Regions from separate parts of the Mus musculus genome. Here all the other regions are linked to region 7. Evidence: chromatin contacts called from public Hi-C, HiCAR-type, HiChIP or PLAC-seq and promoter capture Hi-C data. All regions are on one chromosome and are shown on one strand. Each heading gives the region's core, a stretch centred on a gene start, on an enhancer-like site or on the middle of the called end of the contact. The rest is flanking DNA. Distances are from core to core; before and after follow the strand shown. Region 1 has its middle 490 kb from the start of Gm24651. Region 2 has its middle 240 kb from the start of Gm24651. Region 3 holds the start of Abhd10 (abhydrolase domain containing 10). Region 4 has its middle 450 kb from the start of Gm24651. Region 5 holds the start of Phldb2 (pleckstrin homology like domain, family B, member 2). Region 6 holds the start of Tagln3 (transgelin 3). Region 7 holds the start of Nectin3 (nectin cell adhesion molecule 3).

Region 1 (2,700 bases), core at 58-2,557, 520 kb after region 7:
TGATGAAAATCCACAACACATACCTTTATAGCATAGTTTTATCATTTCATTCTTACTAGTTTCTCTTTCAAGATAAAGGAGAAAATAAAGACTGTTAATGACTGCAGAGGCTCATATCCTACCCAATGCTAAGGTTCACAAGGAAGAGAAAGCCATCTGACTTCTGTCTAGCTGGAAAGCACAGATAGACACAGGGATACAACACGAAAGAATCTATATCTAATATCGCTGACAGTAGCCATCCACAAAGTCTCTTACTATTATATCAGATTATAACCCTGCTTTATTCTCAACACAAAGTTCATCTCAGTTTCTTCAATTCTATGATTCCATACCACAGTATGACTGTTATTATCTAGATTTGTACTGTAGAGTATTTTTTTCTTGGAGAGAAGTGATTATTTTAGGAAACATGATTTTGATCTTTTAGAGCCAACCCAATTTGATAATACCCTAAATAGACTTCTCTTCCTTTTTAACAAATTCTTGTCCCAAAGAAAAGTGATGTGGGTGTCACAAAGAAATGAGGAGGCTGTCTGACTGATATCTACAGAGAATTCCTCCCACAGTGTTTTCTTTTTCACAGAAATCTGAACTTCTCTGCCTTGAAATGAGCTAACCCTGACTGTGCTATTATCTTGAGTCTCTATGGCCTTAAAGACATTCATGTTGTCATGAAGGAAAGATGGGATGATAAAAAGGAGTGAAAGCAGGGAATGTGGGTTTCACTCCTGTAGTGCAACTGGGGGCATACAGATATCCCATAGATCAAATAGCTCTTTATGTTACATGGTAGGCAGAATTCATATATCTGCATTGGTCCAATGCTCTGTGCATATCCAGGTACTGTGAAAATAATTTCTCTGCAGTGAGTGGGTTATGCAATATTTAGAGCATACCTATGAAAAGTGAGATATTCAGTACCACAATCAAGATAGGGCTTTCCCCAGAAGTTCAAAATCATCAAATTGTGCATATAAAATATGCATAATTCTTTGTATATCAATTATACAATAAAGCTGTTTTAAAGAGACAAAAGAAATGTAGGCTACTCAGACAGGCACAATTTAATCACATGAATTATTTAAAGGCAGAGCATTTCATCTAGCTGGTTAGAAGAGAAAGTCAGAAAGACTCTGACTGATTCATTTGCTAGAAAGCAAATGCCAACACAGCAAATAACCTTTGAAGGTCACAGAGAAAAGAATTGTGGGGTGCCTCCAAGAACCAAAAGTGACCCTAGAGAGCAGTGAACAGGAAATGGGCCCTCAAGCCTAAAATGGCTAGGAAATGGATCCTGCCAACAACTGGTGAGCTCGGAAGGAGACTCTGAGCCCCAGATGGCAAACCCACATGATTCCTGGATTTCAGCTCTGTGAGACCCCGAGCATAGACTTCCACCCTGACTGACGATATGGGGAAAAATTGTGTAATTCAAAGTGCCAATAGAAAATCAATATAAGCAGACAGAAAAATAATCTATTGGATTGTTGACCAAAATAGCCTATTAATATTGAAGGTAATAAAAATGATGAAAATGCATTTCATTTTGAAGAACAAATATTTGTTACTATACAAAGTTTTGTTTTAGCACAAGTATACTATGTAACTGAATTTACAATTGCCTTTTTATGTGAGTCACATTATCACACCTCCCTCTTTTCTCATTTGTGATTATTTAAAGTGAAAGAAGTCTTTCAAGAGAATTGGGCAGTGATTTAATTTCTAAATCATTTTAAAAATGGGCTCCCTTTCCTAAATCTTATTCATTATTTGAGTCACCCCTAATTCTCTAGCAGTTATTTAAATTTTGCTTAGCAAATCAGTTAAGTCTTGTTATTTTGTCTTTTTTTTTTTTCCCAGAGCTGAGTACTGAACCCAGGGCCTTGTGCTTGCTAGGCAAGTGCTCTACCACTGAGCTAAATCTCCATCCCCGGATTCAGTTAAGTCTTATAATCCCCATATTTGTTTCTATCATTATTTTAGTTCTTTTCTATGATAACTAATTAAATACTATATTATAGTAACAAACTTATTATAAACAAGTTTGCATACAAGTAAAGACAACCTAGTAAAGCCATCTGTGCATCTAACTTAGCAAGTGCTGTGGTCCTGTTCAATAGGATGTGTGCTTCAAGGTGCCATGGGTCTCACTGGCATTGTTGGATGTCACTCACTCTAACAAGAGACATGATAGATTACGAGACTGTCTATCAAATATAACCACCTATATGACCATGTTTGAATATCATGCAATATAAAGATTCATCAAAACTAGGGCATGATAATATTAATGTCCAAAAACCATTATTTGATTTGCAATGTGTGTGTTATTATAATCAGAAAAATTATAATTTTCATGTTTTTACATATAATTTGCTGGTCATGTGAACAACTACTAGTCAATATTAGGCATTTTTATTTAAGATTGAAATAAAATTTCTAAATTTACTATATAAAACTTATAAAATGATTCCCACTTTGCCCCTGATTTTAAAATTCTAAATAAAGAGAATTGGACTTGCTTTCTCCCTGCCAAGATATACCATTTCTAAGTTCCTTGGTTCATTTGGTTATGTTTTCTCTTATATGCTTTCTTCTGAGCTTTATTCATGATATGAAATGACCTTAATGGCCTGTGGGGTGATCAAAGGCATGTGACACTTAGACTCCAGCATCATCCCATGCATTTACTCATGT
Region 2 (2,700 bases), core at 35-2,534, 770 kb after region 7:
ATTTAGTCCCTGGGAGATCTGGGGATACGGGTTGGTTCATACTGACGTTCCTCCTATGGGGCTGCAAACCCCTTCAGATCCTTGGGTCCTTTCTCTAGCTCCTCCATTGGGGACCCTGTGCTCAGTCCAGTGGATGGCTGTGAGCATCCACCTCTGTATTTGACAGACACTGGCAGAGGAGACAGCTATATCAGAGTCCTGTCAGCAGGCACTTGTTGGCATCCACAATAGCGTCTGGGTTTGGTGATTGTATATGGGATGGAACCATGGAAGGAGTTACAGGACAAAGTGTGGAGTAGAGACTGAAGGAATGACCATACATGTTTCTTTCTAAAAAGCTACTTTCTTACAAGCAACAGCAGCAACAAAACTGTAGTTTTACCATTTTTTCTTGTGGGTTTTTTTTGTTTGTTTTGTTTTGCTTTTTTCTTTCTTTCTTTTTTTTGTAAAGGATTCGCTAAATTATAAACATGGTGTTTGTGTCATTAATCAGGCAGAAAACTGAGAAAGGGTGGTTGTTAAACCACACATTTTGTTTTTGTAACAGTGCTATTCCAATTATTTTCAGTGATGCTGCAGCAGTAACCACCATACAGTAGGCCTCTATACAACAGCAGACATAGAGGAAGGGGACACCTAAAGGATACAAATCCAAGAGAACTAAAATCACAGGAGTCTGTAGGAGCAGCAGAGTGACCGGGGAGCCGGAAAGAACATGTGGTGAGATATGATTCTTTCAGGAGTGCTTTATTATTATAACAATAAACAAAAATATTATTTCTCCCCCTACCCCACTAGGGATCATTAGGACCCGCTTCTGATCAGGCTGAAGTGCTCAGTATTAAAGTGTGAGCTGTTTGGTTCTCACGCTTTCCTTTCTTCCAATGAATACTCAGATGAACAATGTGTGGTATTAGCCTAGGGTCACACAATAGTCCCCATTAAAGCTATTGCAACTCAACCAGAAGCAGTCTATTGCTATATATGTGTTCTTCACTGTCTGTCTCCTTCAGTACAGAGCACCTCGGTGCTGGAGATTTTCAATGTGAGGGGAAGACAAAGCAGAGTTTATTAGCTGGGTGACCACTGTCCACATGTGATGATGTTCTTCTTCATCTTATATGTGTCTTCGAAATGGATTAATAAACAACATAGCACTGAATGTTAGTGCAGTGCGCTAATGACCTCTTGATTTTTAATTGCAAGAGAAGCTTTCCCTGGAAGAGAGCCAGGAACTCCTGCAAACCAAACAGTCTTAATTTAGTTCCACCTCCGCCTGGCTTACACTGTGCTCTTCTTCCCTGCCCCATGCTCAGAGGCTGTGTGCAATTTTCTGCTCTGCCTGTTTTAGCTATTGTTACATTCAGGTGATGGTTCATTTAATCACTCATAATATTGATGCACTACGTTACATGTGTTAATACCCAGGGATCTCTGTTTGCAGGGCCTTTGGGTTATTTAGTGTCAGCCCATCTCTCTAGTACAGACAAAGCTCAGGATGTCGCACCCAGTTCACAAAAGAATTTTGTTCTCATTAATTCTTACACTGCTCTTGAGTGGGAAGTAGATTATATATTCATAGCACAGCAGTAGCACTAGAAACAATAACAGTTTCTGGCACCTTTCCACATATGTACCCTTTTTGACATTATTTGACAAGTAAAGGATCAAGTTACCTGACAAGCATCAAACCTCAATTATCCCTAGCTCACATTGGATCAAGCACTTCAGTTAGTCCCCAAGGTGCTGAATATTCCAAGTTTCTGAAAACACTCCTTCCATAGAGTTTGGATCAGCATGACAGGTATGGGGTCATTCTGTTAGAAATTATAACAGTCCCTCTCATACTGCTTCTGACCACAAAAGTGACTACTAAAAATGCCTGCAGAGAGAATCAGTTTATTTGTAGGAGTGCTCAGTTCTATTGAGAAGAGTTAGAGGGTAGAGAGGAGAGAGAACTTCAAAGAGGCTGAAACATGCAGGCTTGACTTTGATACCTTGACATATAGCCTAAAATCAGATCGATATGAAAGGCCTTAGGACACACTCCCCAAATGTGCCAACTTGGATGTCACTCTCTAACCTCCTGCCTTTCATCCAAGATGCTTGTAAAATGGAATATCTAAACAAATAAAAGAAGCAAAATAAATAAGAAAAGAAATGTATAAGAAAGTAAATTGGTAGATCTTCCCAGAGAAATACATTATATTTGGAGGTTAGGAAAATTATGACTAAAGAGATCTTTCTTAACCTTTCCTCTTTGTCATTAGATCTCAATTTTTGCCCTGCAAACAAACTTCAACACAACTGTCCCCCAAAATATTTTTCTGTGACTCTTCTCTGAGTTCCATGTCATATAAAACTTTAATTGGATAGATTGGCTTTGCTTTTCTCTTGTGAAGCGCTCTCTCTCTCTCTCTCTCTCTCTCTCTCTCTCTCTCTCTCTCTCTGTTATAAGGATTGCTGGTGTGATTCTTACAAAAGAGGAAGTATATTACTGTTCCCCCCCATTTCTGTGCGCACATGGGATAATATCGTTTAGTTTTAAATGATGATGATATTGAAAATTAATCATGTTCTTCATTGGGTGCATGTATAAATGGCATTTACTAGCTTAGTAGCTATAAACCGTAGGGGACAATGTGTTGAGTTATTAGGACTAGTAAGAAGGCACAATAGAAGAGCCATACTGGAATTAGT
Region 3 (2,700 bases), core at 175-2,674, 750 kb before region 7:
AGTGCACCCCAATAACCACACACACAAGAGCCACAGGCGGGGGGGCCACTACCATTTCCAGGTCACCTTGTTTTGTACAATGAGTTGTAGGAAAGACAGAGGCTATGTAGTGAAACCCTGTCTCACAAACATCAACAATCCATACCCCCGACCCCAAACACACACAAAGAATCAAATGCTTTAAAGTTATCCCTTGTTTGTGTCAAACAGATTCAAGGTTTTAGTCTCTGGAAAAATGTGCCAAGTTTAAAACTGGATTTAAAACAAGGCTACAGGGGATCAGTTTACTGGTCAATAGATTGTATCAATATTAATGTTCATTTTCCATTTCTTTAATTATATACTCAAAGTATCCTTTTATCCCCTTTCAGACATTACCTCCCAACAAATAAATTTCATTTCAGGCAGTTACTCTGAAGTGATGTTTGTTAGCTATAAAACAACAGATCCAACCTTCAATCTATAAATCATCTTTATATAATATAGATTAGCTGAAAGCCTGATGCATATATTGTCAATGAATACTGTTAAAGAAATTTAAAAATATATTTTACTCTTGTTATCGAACTGACATACTTGTGTGTGTGTATGTACAGTGTTAAGTTAAACCGATTACATACTTGAAAAAACTAAACTTGTTATATAATGGCATTAGTATTCCAAGCACTATGTAGCTATCTAATAGCTGTGTGGCAAGATGTGAAGAGGACACCAAGGATGTTATTTAAGGATAACTATACATGTACACAAATCATGTATTCTACGCATGTAATACTACTGATCCACATTTTAGCTTCCATTGTAGAGTAACTCCAATTCTTTAAACAAGAACAATCAGATATTAGGTCTAAAGACAGCATTTACATGTATATACATACATACTTTGTTTCCTCAAGTCCATGACAGGCAAGGCTAACCACTTGACATATATCCATATGAAAAGCTCTAGGAGCAGCTAATAACCAAACACATTAAATGCACATCTTATTTTTTTTCTTTCTGCTCTTGACGTTTGATTCAGAGGACGTAGGAACTCCTTAAATCGCAGTGTAACCGCTAACAAGGACTTCCAAGAACGCCGCAGGGCCTCAGCAGAAAAGCAGACTCCCCTAGCCTTGCCCAGCAGCGTTCAGTGCCGAGACAGCCAGAGCAGTTTTAAATGGCGCGCCAAGCCGGCTCCAGACGGGCACTGGACGGTCGCCGGGCCTTCCAAAGAGCCCCAGTGCCCCACCTTCCGTACACTAACCTGAGAGCCACCATGCCCGTGGGGGCTTCCGAGCTAGTGACGCGCTCAGGCCCGGGTGCCGGCCGAAGGACACAGCCGCCCAGCCCCACCTCCGACAAGGGGCCCAGGCCGCCATCTTCCCAGCTGCCCCTGCGCCCGCTACAGACGCGCGCAGGTCGCGCGGTCCCGAGGTCACGCACGCGCAGTCCGCGGGGAGCGGGGTGGGGTGGGGGTGGGGGTTGCTTACAAGCATCACGTGGGATTTGTTCACCTCCTCCCCCCCCCGCCCCCGGGCGCGGAGACGCATGCGCAAAGGTGCTGTCTGGGGTACTGCTGTCTCTACTGGGTTGTTCTGTCTCCCCCAAAGGGCATTTGGCTTGTGACATTGGGCGGCCTTGGCCGGTATTTTTCGCAGTAAGCTGCGGAAATGTCGGAGAGGAGCCAGGGTCAAATTGAGCGTGCATAGATGGGAAACCGTGTTATCATCCAGAGAAACCAAAGACCTGGGACAAAAATTGCTAGGCTTCTTGCCTTACCCATTCATTCCCTATGACTCCATTTCAGCTATGGGGGAAAGGTTTCCAAGAGGCGACCTTAATCTTAAAGTCACATCATTGGAGTCGCATCAACATTCTTTGATCTCTCCCAAACATTTTCCCACTCACCAGATTGCTGAAAATTCAAAGGAGCAGCCACAGGCAAAATTACTGAAAACACTCATTCACATATGGTTGCTTGATGGGTAACTATCTAAAGTCTTTTGTCAGGCAATCTGGCCATGTTATTATAATACACACAATTTTCAGTACGCTTTGAACTATCATGCCCTTTATGACTATTCTAAATATTGGCGCAAGACATCCCAAGACCAAATTCCCAGCACAAAAAGGAGATTTGCCCCAGAGACACAAAGGGCAGAGAGCAAAAGACAAAGACTAGAAATGGGGAGGAGGGAGAAGAAGGAGGAAAGAAGAGAGGAGGAAGGGTTTTTTTGTTGGGGGAGGGGGCACATAGGACTGCCTCTGAATCGACAGGAGACAGACATGGCTCATAGGAATATGGCTGTTTATAAAGGTTAAAGGGTGAACCCCATGTACGGATGAGGTGTTTAATTGGACAGGTTAGTTAGGACAGCCACAAGGGGGCTTTTGATTGCTGGACTTAAATACTTTGATTTCTGGACTAGGTTTAGCAGGAAGTGACCAAATAAGGGAATAGACCTTGGGGGCTACAGTTTCTAGCAAGGCAGAGGAAATGAGAGAGAAGGACCAGGCCTTCCAGAGACATGTTTGCCATGCTCAAGGTGGCTAGAGTCCCTTCAAACAGGAGTTCATAAGGCTCTGTGTTACCTTCAATAGCACCGTTTTGTTGTTGTTGTTGTTGTTGTTGTTGTTGTTGTTTTTTAACAAGGGGGTGGGGGAATGGCAGGGAAGGGGGTGAATCAATGGCAATAGAAAATAATTCAATTAATTGTG
Region 4 (2,700 bases), core at 95-2,594, 560 kb after region 7:
ATCATGAGCCACCATGTGGTTACTGGAATTTGAACTCAGGACCTTTGGAAGAGCAATCTGTGCTCTTAACCACTGAGCCATCTCTCCAGCCCCATTCTTCACTTCTGACTCATATGCCTCTTCGTTAATTTGAATCTTTCCATAATTCCTATAACTTCCTTATAATTATATAGTGTATTTAATTGCCTTGCGTTTGGACATTATGTTGTACTCCTCATCCTAGAAACATGTTACAGTCTGACCACCCAGAGCTTCTTGTCTCCTCTTTTCATCAAAGTATCCTAAGTGATCAGAACCATGATGGTCTGTAGTGCTTAGCAAGGATTTTGAATATATTGATTTTAATAAAGGAAAATGGTAGAATTTTTTGGGTGCTGAGTCTGTGTCTTTATTGGCTTGTTATATGCTGACTCCCAATTTCAGGTATTAAAATTTTAACTGGTTAACTTTTTTCCCTTTAACTTATCATTAACTTCAGTTTGCCACTGTATGTATGTATATATATATGTATCTTATAGATGAATATTTAATATGAATAGGAAAATGAACTGAGGTCTGTCTCTACTGTTTTCTTAACACCAGCTATAAACATGAGAAAAATCCATTCATTCTTTTTTTTTTCATGATTTGTAATGTCTCAGTTTGGCCATAAAAACTGAGATTGTGATTAAACTTAAATTTCCATAAAAGTGCATTATAATCTTTTCAAATTCACTTCATTGAACTGCTATGTACAAAAGAAAAGGATTTTACATTAAAATTAGTAGAAATTGATAGAATACTCATTTATGAACTTTATAAAAGATAAACCTCTTTTTTTTGTTTTTGGACCCTTGCCCGAGTATTCCTGCTTTGTTTTGTTCATTGGATTCTAGGAATTTTTCACGTCTCCAATGTGAGTCATGTCATCTGAGACATTGTGCAGAATGGAATTTCACAGGCTTTTTTGCATAGCTCTAAAATCAGCGATATATTTACGTGAAAGAATACTTTATTTAAGTAAACACGGATGCTACAGTTGGCATTTTGATACCTGTTTTTTTGAGGCTTGAAAGCATTGATGTTTATCTGTTCTTATGATCTGGTAATCTGTCTCATCTATGGGTAACACCTTTTGAATCAAATAAACTGTGCTGCATGTGCTTTCAAAATGTAGCTAATATAAAATCCAGTTCGTTTGACACCTACCTTCTCATAACATAGTTGGGGGGGTAAGAAGAATCACTGAAATATTATTAATGTAGGGAAGGAGCATATTTACTTTGGCGCGTCACAGAGCTCCTCGGGAGGTGAAGCTTCTCCAGCTTGCATAGCTATAAATTCTTTAACGCCCCCTATGCTGGCTTCACCACTTAGCCTGCTGAGCTCATGTCTTACATGTCATATTCCGCTGAGGAGAACAGAATGACAAGCTCACTCAGGGTCCGCAGTGGCCCAGCAGGTGATCTGTGCTTGGATGAGCCAGAAAGGATTCCCAGCCAAAGAGATGTCTTATTAGCAAATACGAAAAGATGATGTGAATTAAACTAAAATATAGTTTCCAGGAAATATTTTGCAAGCCTATCAGAAGTCATCTATACTCAGTCACCAGTTCTTTTTCATAAAGATCCATTTTGCATGCTAAAAGCATGTGTGAAATAGCTCTCAGCTATAGCTCTCTAGATAATTCACATTAGCAAAGATTTAACTGAGAACATATGTGGGCCTATCATTTTTACATTCTAAGCCTTCATTAACTGTGCATTGGATAAGTTAACCAATATATGATGCCAAACTTGAGATCAAGATTTTGTCCTAAATCAATACTTCTCTCATATTGTTGTGTTTGTGAACATTACAATTTTTCAACAATTTTTTTATAAAGAGATTAAAACAAAAAGGGAAAGAGGAAATGTCTATGACGTCAGAGAGTGGCACAGGCGTTGACAGTAGCTTGGAAGTGTTTATGTTCTCTCAACTGTCTCTTTTTTCCAAACACTCAGTGTATTTCTTCATGTCTCACATTTTCCCAGAAGCCAGATTTGAGAAAAAGAAAAGCCATTTTTCCTTGACATAGCTGCCAAAATTTCACCTCTTGCTTGCTTTGTTCTGAGTACCTTGTAATTTCCATTCATTGATTTATCTTCAGACCAAATTGAAGGCATTATCACTTCATATACAAGGCTGATGTGGCTTACTAGCTAGTCGCTATAATCGCAGTAAGTTTCCCTCACTTGCTGTCAGATCTAATGTGCCATTACCTGAATCCTCAACTTTATACTGTTAGTTACTCCCTCTGTGAGAAATGTTTCTCTCCCTGGAATTTGATAAGCCTCTAGATTTTCATCATTAACACCATTGACTACTTACTTCTTTCTTCTGCTCGTCTATCCTTTTTCCTTTTTTTTTCCTTTTTCCTTTTTCCTTTTTTTTTTTTTTTTTTTTTGGTCAAAACTGCTGTAACCATACCTGAGATTTCTGAGTGTCACATTAACTTTCTAGTTTAGTTTGATACTTCTTGCCTCTTAGCACCAGATCAGACATAGAGTATCTTTCTACCATTGGTATTTTTCCTTTTTTAAATTAATCATTCCATTTGTTTACATCTCATATGATTTCCCACTTCCTGGTTACTCCTTCAACCAATCCCCCATCCCATTATATCCCACTTCGCTGTTACACCTCCAACAACCTCCCATCCCACATATGCCCCTCCCCTCC
Region 5 (2,751 bases), core at 244-2,743, 650 kb before region 7:
GGAACCTCAGGAAAACACAACTGTTACTTTTCAACGAACCTTAAATGGCACATTTAAGGTTCAAATGGCACCAAGCATGTTCTGTTAAAATAGTAGACCACTCTAAAGGATTATTTACCTCAGACCCAATGAATGTGTTGCTAGCCTACCAGGAACTAAGAATTCAAGTGCTCCGAGGGCAAACGTTTAACCCTATGAAACTGTGAACCATATTTGGAACCTTCCATCTAAATTCAGTCGTTTGAAGCCCAGAGGAAAAATAATCTCAAACACACAAGTGAAGCCCAAGTTAGAAGCTTTGTTACAAGCGTCAGAGTTGAACATTTACATCTGTAATTTACATGTTCATACACTGGAGGGGGAAACGTGTGAATATTTACACTAACGGACTCCACATTTTATGTCTCTACTAGACTTACCCTCACAGCTCTGACTGGCTAGGAGACTAGCTGTGTATCCTAGAACACTTGAGATACCACAAAAGGAAGACTTCTAGGGAAGAGGGCTGGGCCGGACGAAAGGATTTCCAGTCTTGGCTAGTCCACATAAAAGACTGTGGGAATCTTCCCTCTTTGAAGTGAGAAAGGTAAAAGAGGAGCCTCTGGAAGGAGGTTGGACTTATAAAGCTCTTTTAAACAGGAAACCCCAATCCGGGAAGGGACAGCCCGTCAGCCTTTTAATTTCCTGCCGGTGGCGGGAGTTAGCTAAGTCCTCCCCGCTTCCAGTGCTGCTGGCAAGGGTGAAGTTACTGAGCGCACCAAGCCAGAGTTCAGCAGGCTCTCTGAGCGGCTGAAGCAGAGGGTCGAAATGCTACCCAGAGTTGCAGCTGCTATCACCACAGAGAAAGAGACCATCACGCCCTCAGTGTGGGATGATAGGGAAACCATAACTGAATCACAGTCAGGAGCTCCTGGAAAGAATCTCGGTCCGGAGGCTCGCCGTGCAGCCTCATTCTAGAAACAAAGTACAACTAGAAGCCGATTTCAGAAAGGTCCTATCTGAGTCCCGTACTCCTCAAGATCCAGCTGTGGATCTTCTTATCCCCGGAATCCAGATCTCTGTCTAAGCAATCCAGACTTTCCGCAAAAGTTGCCTTCGGGACCCTTAATTAAATCCTGCCTTTTCGACCCAATCACTCACGAAAACCTCACCCCTACTGGACACCCCTTCCCCACAATGCCTCCACCCCGCATCGCCGTGCACAATGGAGGACAGAGCACTCTAGGACTGTAAGGTTTAGGCTTTGCGGACCCCTGCCCGGGCTTTTGTCTCTACAGCCTGCAAGGGAAGCAAAGAAAATCTGCGCTCAGGGCGCCCACTCACCAGCTCATCTTTCTCTGGAACTGCAACTCTCTCCTCGGGTCCCGCTGCCCTTGGGCCTGTCCCTTGCCTCCGCCCTCCCTCTCTCCCTGTGTCCTAGTCCGGTCCCCGCCGCTGCCGCAGGCTGCAGCCAGACCCTGCCGCCGCACACCGCGCACTCCGGGCGCCCCTCCCGGTGGGGGCGGCCACCGCCTCCTCTCCGCCCCCGACCTCCGCAGAGAGACGGGCGGCTACCAAGTCGGCTGAGGGGGAGGCTGTGTCCCCAAGGAGCCACCAGGGTGCGCAAAGGCAATGCGGGCCGGCTCCTCCAGGCCCTCTGTAGCCCACTACTCACCTGGGGCGATAAGGTGGCCGAATGCAGGCGGCCACAGAAGGCAGGCACCCTGGGTGCTCTGTGTCACACTCAGCAGAGCCCCTCGGCCCGCGGTGGTGGACTCCTCGAAGCTCCCTCCTGGTCCCGACCCGAGTTTCGAGGCACCGCAGCGGATCCTTGGAGTTCCCAGCTAGGAAGTCCTGGAGCCTAGGTTCTTAGGGAGCTAAGCTGCTGCTGCTTTTACTGCGTTTGGAGTGGCCTGGCCACTCGTCACATCTCTAGGCTCCACTTTCTCAAAGCTACGTTCGCAGCTATGTGCTAGAAACCTTTGTTGTTGGCTTTCTTTTCTTTTCTTTTCTTTTCTTTTCTTTTCTTTTTTTTTTTTAAATAAGGTGGAAATGGGACGAGAGAACACAACACGTCCTGGAGTGCGATTTCCTCCCCAGGACGAAGTTTCTGCTCTGTGAAACTCCAGGTGACTTCACCATAGACTGCTCTCCCCAGGGCAGGTTTACCTGATGCGTCAGAAAAGCAGCTGTGCCAAATGGCAATGGAACCGCCTGGGGTCAGGGCTGGAATCAAGCAGATTTAAAACTCCGTGATACTGATTGCCTTGGAGGGATGTCTCATAAAGGGTTCTGCATTTTCCAACACATTTAACATAACCAGTGGAAGCAATATTAACGTGAACGCCTTTCAGCCTTGCTTCCCTGAGCAGCTAGTCTGTCTTGACGCATGCAAATGTGGATGTTTGTAAAGTTCTGCCCCAGTGGGGTTAAGTCAAAGAAAGACAAGAACCTTGGAGGAACTCGCAAGGTCCAGGACCGGCAAGCTCTTTAATAACAATATGGCCCTAGCAAATTGTTTTAGCTACCACCAAGGATGTCTTCAAGGCTGTAGCAATAGCAACAGGGGTACTAGTGTAGGTACTTCCAGTAGTTAATAAACCTATGCTTCATCTATACACAATGCCTTTAGCTGTGAGAACACGCACTAATAAAATGCATATTTAAAATGTTTTATTGAGCAAAAGTATGACTTTTAAGATTAAATAATGTTTACTATTTATTCCTGCGTGTGCTTTGGTGCATGTGTGTGCACGTGAATCCAAGTAGGAA
Region 6 (2,700 bases), core at 59-2,558, 770 kb before region 7:
ACACACACCCACACCACAGAAGACCCCCAGGGAGCCCATTCACAGACAATAGCTGACCACAATCTTGCAGCCAGAACCTAGTTCCCTCCTTGAAAATCCTGGATGATGAGGACATGATCTCCCATTCTTAATGGAGGATGCATTGGAGGCTCACGGGGAACCGGGAGGATTCTGATCTGCTCTCTGGGATCTGCTGTTTTCACTAACTCATCCTATCTAAGTTTGTGATGCGTCAAAGAACTGAATTGGGTCTTCTCAGAGACTCTTAGAAGCCAAGCCCTACGATGCCCAACAAATAGGTGGGATAGCAGTTATGTAACAGTAAATCACAGCTTGCCAGAAAAGATGGGCTTCTTTGACTTAGCTCAGCTGTCCTCCTGGAACCCAAACACACAGTATCTGGACAGAAAGGCACTTATCACATAAGGATTCCCTTCCTGTTCAGGGGAACTCATCTGCTCAAGAGATCCTGAGCACCTCCAAGGGATACAGCTTCCATGGAGGATGACAAGTTGGCTAGCCTGACCCCCTTCCTTTGTTTCACCGTGTAACCAGCTGGTTCCCTTGGGGGTAAGAACAGCCCAAGAAGGCTAAGGAGATCACACAGCAGCAGCGCTTAGCCCTACTCTGAATGGAAACATCAAAAGGGCTCCAGTTTTGCTTACAGCTCAGAAGGAAGCTTGAGTCTCATATAGGTGGAGAATCCTCTAAACTAGCTAGGAAATTGTGCAGAGAGCCCTCAGAATTGCAGCCAGCCCTGGAGAAATAAAGGCATGCTCATCTCTCCCGGTGAGACCCAGACCTTGGCAACAGGGGATCTCCCCGGGCCTCACATGGAAAGAAAAGGCCCTAGCAGGGTTTCCCTGCCCAGCGCCCCAACAACCAATATCCTTGCCCGCCTTACCGTCCCGTCCATCAACCATTTCTGAAAATGGGCCCTGCCCGGGGGCGGGTGCTCTATATCCTCAGCACACTGCAGGATGATCCAGTCCACCAGCTTGTTCTCCAGATCCGCGTCATACTTCTGCTCAATCTTCTCCTGCACCTCTCGGCTTAAGCCATAGCTCGGACCCCTGTTAGCCATCTCTGGAAGAGAAGAGAGGACACACGCGGCATCCACACAATAGCAGCCACAGGAGCCCCCGGGTTTCCTGAGAACCCGGCTGGGATGTGGCAGGGAGGCCGAACCCAGCAGCAGCAAAGCGGGCAGAAAGCCGGGCGTGGTTTAAAATCAAGGAGCCAATGAAGCCAATGGGGTTTCACCTACAAACGGGAAAGAAAAGCGCAGCCACGCGCCGCTCTGGACTCTAGAATAAAGCCCTGGCCAGCCCACGGGGGGCTGGAACCCCCCTTTCTCAGTCCTGCCTGTCAGGCAGACCGGATGATGTACATGGGACTCATTCGTGAGCATAAGCCCCCAGACAGACGGTGGGTGGTGGGCGATGGTTGCTTGCTTCCGCTCTCAGCAGCACTTTGCTAGAGATGCCCAGAGCAGGTAATTAACAGGCGGGAGAAAGGATGTCTCAACATTACGCCGCGGATGGTGCAGGAGATTGGAAGCAAGGCGCCCTGGATTTGATTTTCTCACGGCTAAGGAGGGTCAAACCAGGGCTGTTGCTAAGAGCGCCCCAAAACCAGCCCTCTCCTAGACAGGCCAGACCGCCTGCCTCCCGCTGGGAGCTTCTTTCTCTGCCGCACAATCCTTTCTTCTCCTCTGGGAAACCCAGCATTGTATCTGAGGCCCCACACAGCTGCCTGAGGGGACTTGGGCCTCTGGGAGGGTCCATTCTGCTAAGTGCCCATCTGCCAGGAATAGCCAAACCACTTTAACCTTGCACTGAAGGGACAGTTGTTACAGGACAGGATGGGGTCGGGATGGGGGTGACACTGGAAGCTGCAACCGTTTACTTAAGCTGTCAAGGCAGTTCCATCCAGAAACTTCCAACCCGTAGAAAACCTCTGGGCTTGGTTTGGCTCTATTCAAGGGATAAGTCTTATAAATGTTACTTTAAAATAAAATATATAAGACAAATTTTCTAATTAAACAGAAGTCTCTCCGTACCCTAAAAGTTTTGGTAGGTTGCATTCAGTGCACAGATATTCATGCAAGTAAAACGTTCATGAATATAAAATAAATATTTTAAATTAGTATTTTTTTAAAAGGTGAAAAAGTCTTAGAATCAGCAAGTAAACTGAGACTGGAACGTCAGACTGGCTCCAGGTAATAAAACACTGCTTTGCAAGGGTTTGAGGTTAGAGTTTTCAGTAATTTTAAGGGTCAGTTTGTAAATTCTGTCATCTTTAGTTACTGGGTTACATAAGTAAAAGTGACAAAGATGAAGTATCCAAAATGAATTGCTCTTTATTTTTGTTACACTTCCCAATAATTTATATTCTTGAAGATATTTGTATTCAAGTCTCTACAGAAGATAAACACTGTATAATTGTATGGTCCTGGGCTTTCTTCGCCACATTGCTTTCAGAGATGCCACAGCGGAAGTTTGAATCTGGTCCTGATGAGAATCCATATCCCAAGGATGGTGGCAAGTGCCAGCAGTAAAAAGCCAGTTATTAGGCACTTACCAACCTCACACTAATTTGCCATGCAAGGGAATTCGAATATTTTCAGGAGAAAGAAAACCACCAGATCATCACTGGATAAAAGGCAAGAGACTCACTCATCTGACTGATGTAGCTGAA
Region 7 (2,700 bases), core at 23-2,522:
AGACTGACTGGTAGCTTTATTTCACCAAATCAATGCTGTCCACTGATTACCACGTCCACTTCTCTAGCATGAAAAGTAAATATATCATTTCATTTTCATCTTCCTTAAAAAAAAAAAGTAGGTCTCTAAAACTAGTCTCAGATTCCGGGAACGGAACTTACAAAGAGATTAGCTCCTAAATCTGGAATAAAAGAGGCACACTGGAGAAACCCGGGGCTACTTGTTTTAACAGCCAGGGAACAGTAGGTGCAATATGTATTCAAAAGGTAAATCTTGCGTCCCCGAGAACAAGGTTTTCTTCTAAAATAACCAGGGGCTGCGTGAAGGACGTCCAAAAACTGGAAGGCGGCGTGAGGGTACCATCTGGGATCAACCCAAAGATCCAAAGGTTACCAGGGCACAAATCGTGCTGGAAGGGGGATGCAGGCGCAGAGTGGGTTTTTAAGATGGTGCCTTCTCCCGGAGGCCAGGAGGCGTGGACCCGAAGGCTACAGTGCGCTGGGCTAGTGTCCACAGGGTTTCCGGACTTGCAGCTCAAGTTTCATCGGAGAGAAAGGAGGAGGCGGCAACATGCACTCAGGCATCCTAACCTCAGCCTAGAAGTCCGCGCTCTCCGCTTCGGCGCATCAGCTCGGAAGTAACGGTTCCCGGGGCACGCGGGGCTCCGCGCACCGAGCTCCACCGCCAGCCCTGGGGGCCCAGCGCGACGACCCGCGCGGCCTCGGGGGGCGGGAAGCCAGCGGTCGGCGCCCTGTTCGCTCTCCCTGCCCTTCCCGGGCCTCGCCCGGGGCGCGGCGAAAAGTTTCCAGGCAAAGTCCGCGGCGGCCGCTCGCGCAGCCAACCGCCCGGCACAACCGCCTCGGCTAGCCTCGCCGCCCGCGCCCGCCCTGCTCAACCCCTCGCTCGCCCGCTTCACCTACCACAGAGCCGGGAGAAGAGAAGCAGGGGAATAAGCAGCAGCAGCAGCGGCGGCGGCGTCGGGGCCGGCAGCAGCAGTCCGGCCGCGGGAGGAAACGCCGAGGAAAGTTGTGCTTTGCCGCCTCCAGGACACAACGGGGCCGGGCCCGGGGTCCGCGCCATGCCCGCCTTGCCCCGGCCCACCCGCTCGCCCGCGCCCCGGCGCCTCAGGCTCTGGGTGGCGGCGGCGGCGGCGGCCGCGGCGCGGAAGGGCCAGCGCGCGTGTCCTCAACCCCCGGCTCCTGCGCCGTCGCCGCCCGCCGCCACTCGGCCGAGCGCTCGCGGCTGCCTCGACTCCGCCGTCGCCGATGCCACTGCCGAGGCTGAAGCGGGAGCCGCCCGCCGCCGCCACTCCCCTCCCCGCGGTCCCCGCCCGCCGCGAACTCCTGGGAACTCGGAACGCACCACCCCGCCCTGCGGGAGGGGGAGCCGCCGACCCTCACTACCGGGACGAGCCCGCCCTCCCTGCCGCCGGGCTGCCTGGACGCCGGCCGAGCCGCCCGCCGAGTCTCCTCCCACCCTCTCTCCCCACACGCTCCTCCCACTTCCAAAAGAAAAAAAAAAAAAACTTCATCCACTTGGAAAACCGGGCTTCTCCCGAGGCTAAGCAATCTGGACCAGGCAAGGCGGCCCCGCCCCTTGGCCCCGCCTCGTCTCCCCCCCTCGCCAGCGCTGGAGATGGTCTCGCCCACTCCGCCCCTCGCGGGGCTGGGGCCGCCGGGGCACACAGAGGCGCTCCGAGGCGGAGGGCTGCGGGACTCCTAGTCCTGCCTTTTTCTCCTCCAGAGTGGCGAGGTTCCCCTAGCGGGACCAGGGATAACCAGGGGGGTGAGGGGAAGGCAAGATGAGGGTACCGGCTCTCCGCGGGTCGGAGCGGGGGGTTGCCTAATTTGGGAAGCTGGATACCGCGGGGCTGGACCAGCCTTCTCCCTCCTCACCCAGGCGTAGGGACTGAAAGGAGATTCTCCACTCCTCCCTCCTCCCCAGGAGCATCCCGGTTCTCCTCTGTCCGGGACCGGTGTTGGCCCAGGCGTTTAGCCTGCTTTTTACACCGGGAGGGAGGCTTGTTGGAAGGGTCAGCGGAGCTGCCGGAGGACAGGAGGGGGCCCTCCGAAAGGTTTGCTCTCTAGCTCTTGCTTCTCTTGGGCTGCCCGTTTGTCCACTTTCTGCGCCGGGCGACCGGCAACAGGAGGCCATGGATCTCCCATGCGAGGTCTTCGAGTGTGGTCTTGTTTTCTCTTTGATCGTTCGCATGTTCGCACTTGTAATTTTATTTTCTCGCGTGTCTCTCTTTGAGTTATTCTCAGAAAAGTGACCTCGGGAAGTATTAAACATTTACCCTTAAGAGGAGCATCTGTGATTCACCATAACCCTCCCTCAAACCCCCAAAGCTTGTCTGCCCTTCCCTCCTCCTCTATCCGCCACGCACAGCCGGAGTGACTTGACCTTGAAGCCCCAGTTACCGTAGGGGGAAGGAGATGGATGAACAGTTTGGGCTATCTGCGGAGGCGGTGGAAGCGGAGGACACCGTCCGGAGGCCGGACACCATTAATTTTATGTTGTCCTACCATCCCCACCAGATAGCTAAAGATGTGCTCCAATAAGAATAACAGCCACCCAGAGAGCAGCCTGTGGCCACTAAAGTAAAGCTTGCCTGGTGCCCACGACAACGTCGTGCTCCAGACTGAGTCACTGGGATCTCCTCGGCTTAACACACTGATTTATGATGTCTTACTCACCTCC

Evidence for each region. Promoter capture Hi-C pulls out the DNA fragments that hold promoters and counts their contacts. A called contact is a pair of places that touch in the nucleus more often than the background predicts. HiCAR-type assays count read pairs that join an accessible place to other places. HiChIP or PLAC-seq counts read pairs in DNA pulled down with a chosen protein or histone mark.
Region 1: a contact with region 7 is called in a Hi-C map of cerebellum, with 3 times the contacts expected there. The contact joins the enhancer-like site here to the promoter of Nectin3 in region 7. A contact is called at or near these places in 6 of 39 promoter capture datasets (the 3T3-L1 cell line, hippocampal neurons, liver and 1 more), 4 of 484 Hi-C or Micro-C datasets (cerebellar granule neurons, cerebellum, cerebral cortex and 1 more) and 4 of 115 datasets of contacts at active chromatin or transcription factors (embryonic hindbrain, forebrain, kidney and 1 more).
Region 2: a promoter capture Hi-C map of hippocampal neurons shows a contact between it and region 7, with 7 times the contacts expected there. The contact joins the enhancer-like site here to the promoter of Nectin3 in region 7. A contact is called at or near these places in 8 of 39 promoter capture datasets (the 3T3-L1 cell line, 3T3-L1-derived adipocytes, frontonasal cranial neural crest and 3 more), 1 of 484 Hi-C or Micro-C datasets (ventricular fibroblasts), 5 of 115 datasets of contacts at active chromatin or transcription factors (embryonic basal ganglia, embryonic forebrain, forebrain and 2 more) and 1 of 9 other capture datasets (pancreatic islet).
Region 3: an HNF4G HiChIP or PLAC-seq map of pancreatic cancer cells shows a contact between it and region 7. The contact joins the promoter of Abhd10 here to the promoter of Nectin3 in region 7. A contact is called at or near these places in 3 of 39 promoter capture datasets (the 3T3-L1 cell line, cranial neural crest and pre-B cells), 7 of 484 Hi-C or Micro-C datasets (LSK cells, brain, embryonic stem cells and 4 more) and 3 of 115 datasets of contacts at active chromatin or transcription factors (astrocytes, embryonic forebrain and pancreatic cancer cells).
Region 4: a Hi-C map of cerebellar granule neurons shows a contact between it and region 7, with 2.2 times the contacts expected there. The contact joins the enhancer-like site here to the promoter of Nectin3 in region 7. A contact is called at or near these places in 9 of 39 promoter capture datasets (the 3T3-L1 cell line, 3T3-L1-derived adipocytes, embryonic stem cells and 4 more), 7 of 484 Hi-C or Micro-C datasets (the AML12 cell line, cerebellar granule neurons, embryonic fibroblasts and 2 more) and 4 of 115 datasets of contacts at active chromatin or transcription factors (embryonic forebrain, embryonic stem cells, kidney and 1 more).
Region 5: an H3K4me3 HiChIP or PLAC-seq map of stem cell-derived neural progenitor cells shows a contact between it and region 7, with 4 times the contacts expected there. The contact joins the promoter of Phldb2 here to the promoter of Nectin3 in region 7. A contact is called at or near these places in 1 of 484 Hi-C or Micro-C datasets (Sertoli cells) and 1 of 115 datasets of contacts at active chromatin or transcription factors (stem cell-derived neural progenitor cells).
Region 6: a contact with region 7 is called in a HiCAR-type map of astrocytes, with 2.1 times the contacts expected there. The contact joins the promoter of Tagln3 here to the promoter of Nectin3 in region 7. A contact is called at or near these places in 3 of 39 promoter capture datasets (the 3T3-L1 cell line and embryonic stem cells) and 1 of 115 datasets of contacts at active chromatin or transcription factors (astrocytes).

What each region holds. Positions count from the first base shown.
Region 1 is chr16:47,016,369-47,019,068 of GRCm38.p6, forward strand. No RefSeq gene overlaps it. Among named protein-coding and RNA genes, the nearest start is that of Gm24651, 490 kb to the right of the region's middle. Within about 2 kb of position 1,308, at least 3 of the 459 cell types and tissues checked have an H3K27ac peak or open chromatin away from gene starts, as enhancers often do. A contact at or near this core is called in cerebellar granule neurons and cerebellum, where this site is marked.
Region 2 is chr16:47,265,982-47,268,681 of GRCm38.p6, forward strand. No RefSeq gene overlaps it. Among named protein-coding and RNA genes, the nearest start is that of Gm24651, 240 kb to the right of the region's middle. Within about 2 kb of position 1,285, at least 10 of the 459 cell types and tissues checked have an H3K27ac peak or open chromatin away from gene starts, as enhancers often do. A contact at or near this core is called in embryonic forebrain and hippocampal neurons, where this site is marked.
Region 3 is chr16:45,741,531-45,744,230 of GRCm38.p6, forward strand. Abhd10 (abhydrolase domain containing 10) reads right to left here and starts at 1,425. Exons shown (of 5, transcript NM_172511.4): 1 at 1,247-1,425. The coding sequence starts at 1,361.
Region 4 is chr16:47,058,122-47,060,821 of GRCm38.p6, forward strand. No RefSeq gene overlaps it. Among named protein-coding and RNA genes, the nearest start is that of Gm24651, 450 kb to the right of the region's middle. Within about 2 kb of position 1,345, at least 2 of the 459 cell types and tissues checked have an H3K27ac peak or open chromatin away from gene starts, as enhancers often do. A contact at or near this core is called in cerebellar granule neurons, where this site is marked.
Region 5 is chr16:45,842,885-45,845,635 of GRCm38.p6, forward strand. It overlaps Phldb2 (pleckstrin homology like domain, family B, member 2), which reads right to left and starts at 1,494. Exons shown (of 18, transcript NM_153412.4): 1 at 1,324-1,494.
Region 6 is chr16:45,723,223-45,725,922 of GRCm38.p6, forward strand. It overlaps Tagln3 (transgelin 3), which reads right to left and starts at 1,309. Exons shown (of 4, transcript NM_019754.3): 1 at 905-1,309. The coding sequence starts at 1,084.
Region 7 is chr16:46,495,695-46,498,394 of GRCm38.p6, forward strand. It overlaps Nectin3 (nectin cell adhesion molecule 3), which reads right to left and starts at 1,273. Exons shown (of 6, transcript NM_021495.4): 1 at 921-1,273. The coding sequence starts at 1,080.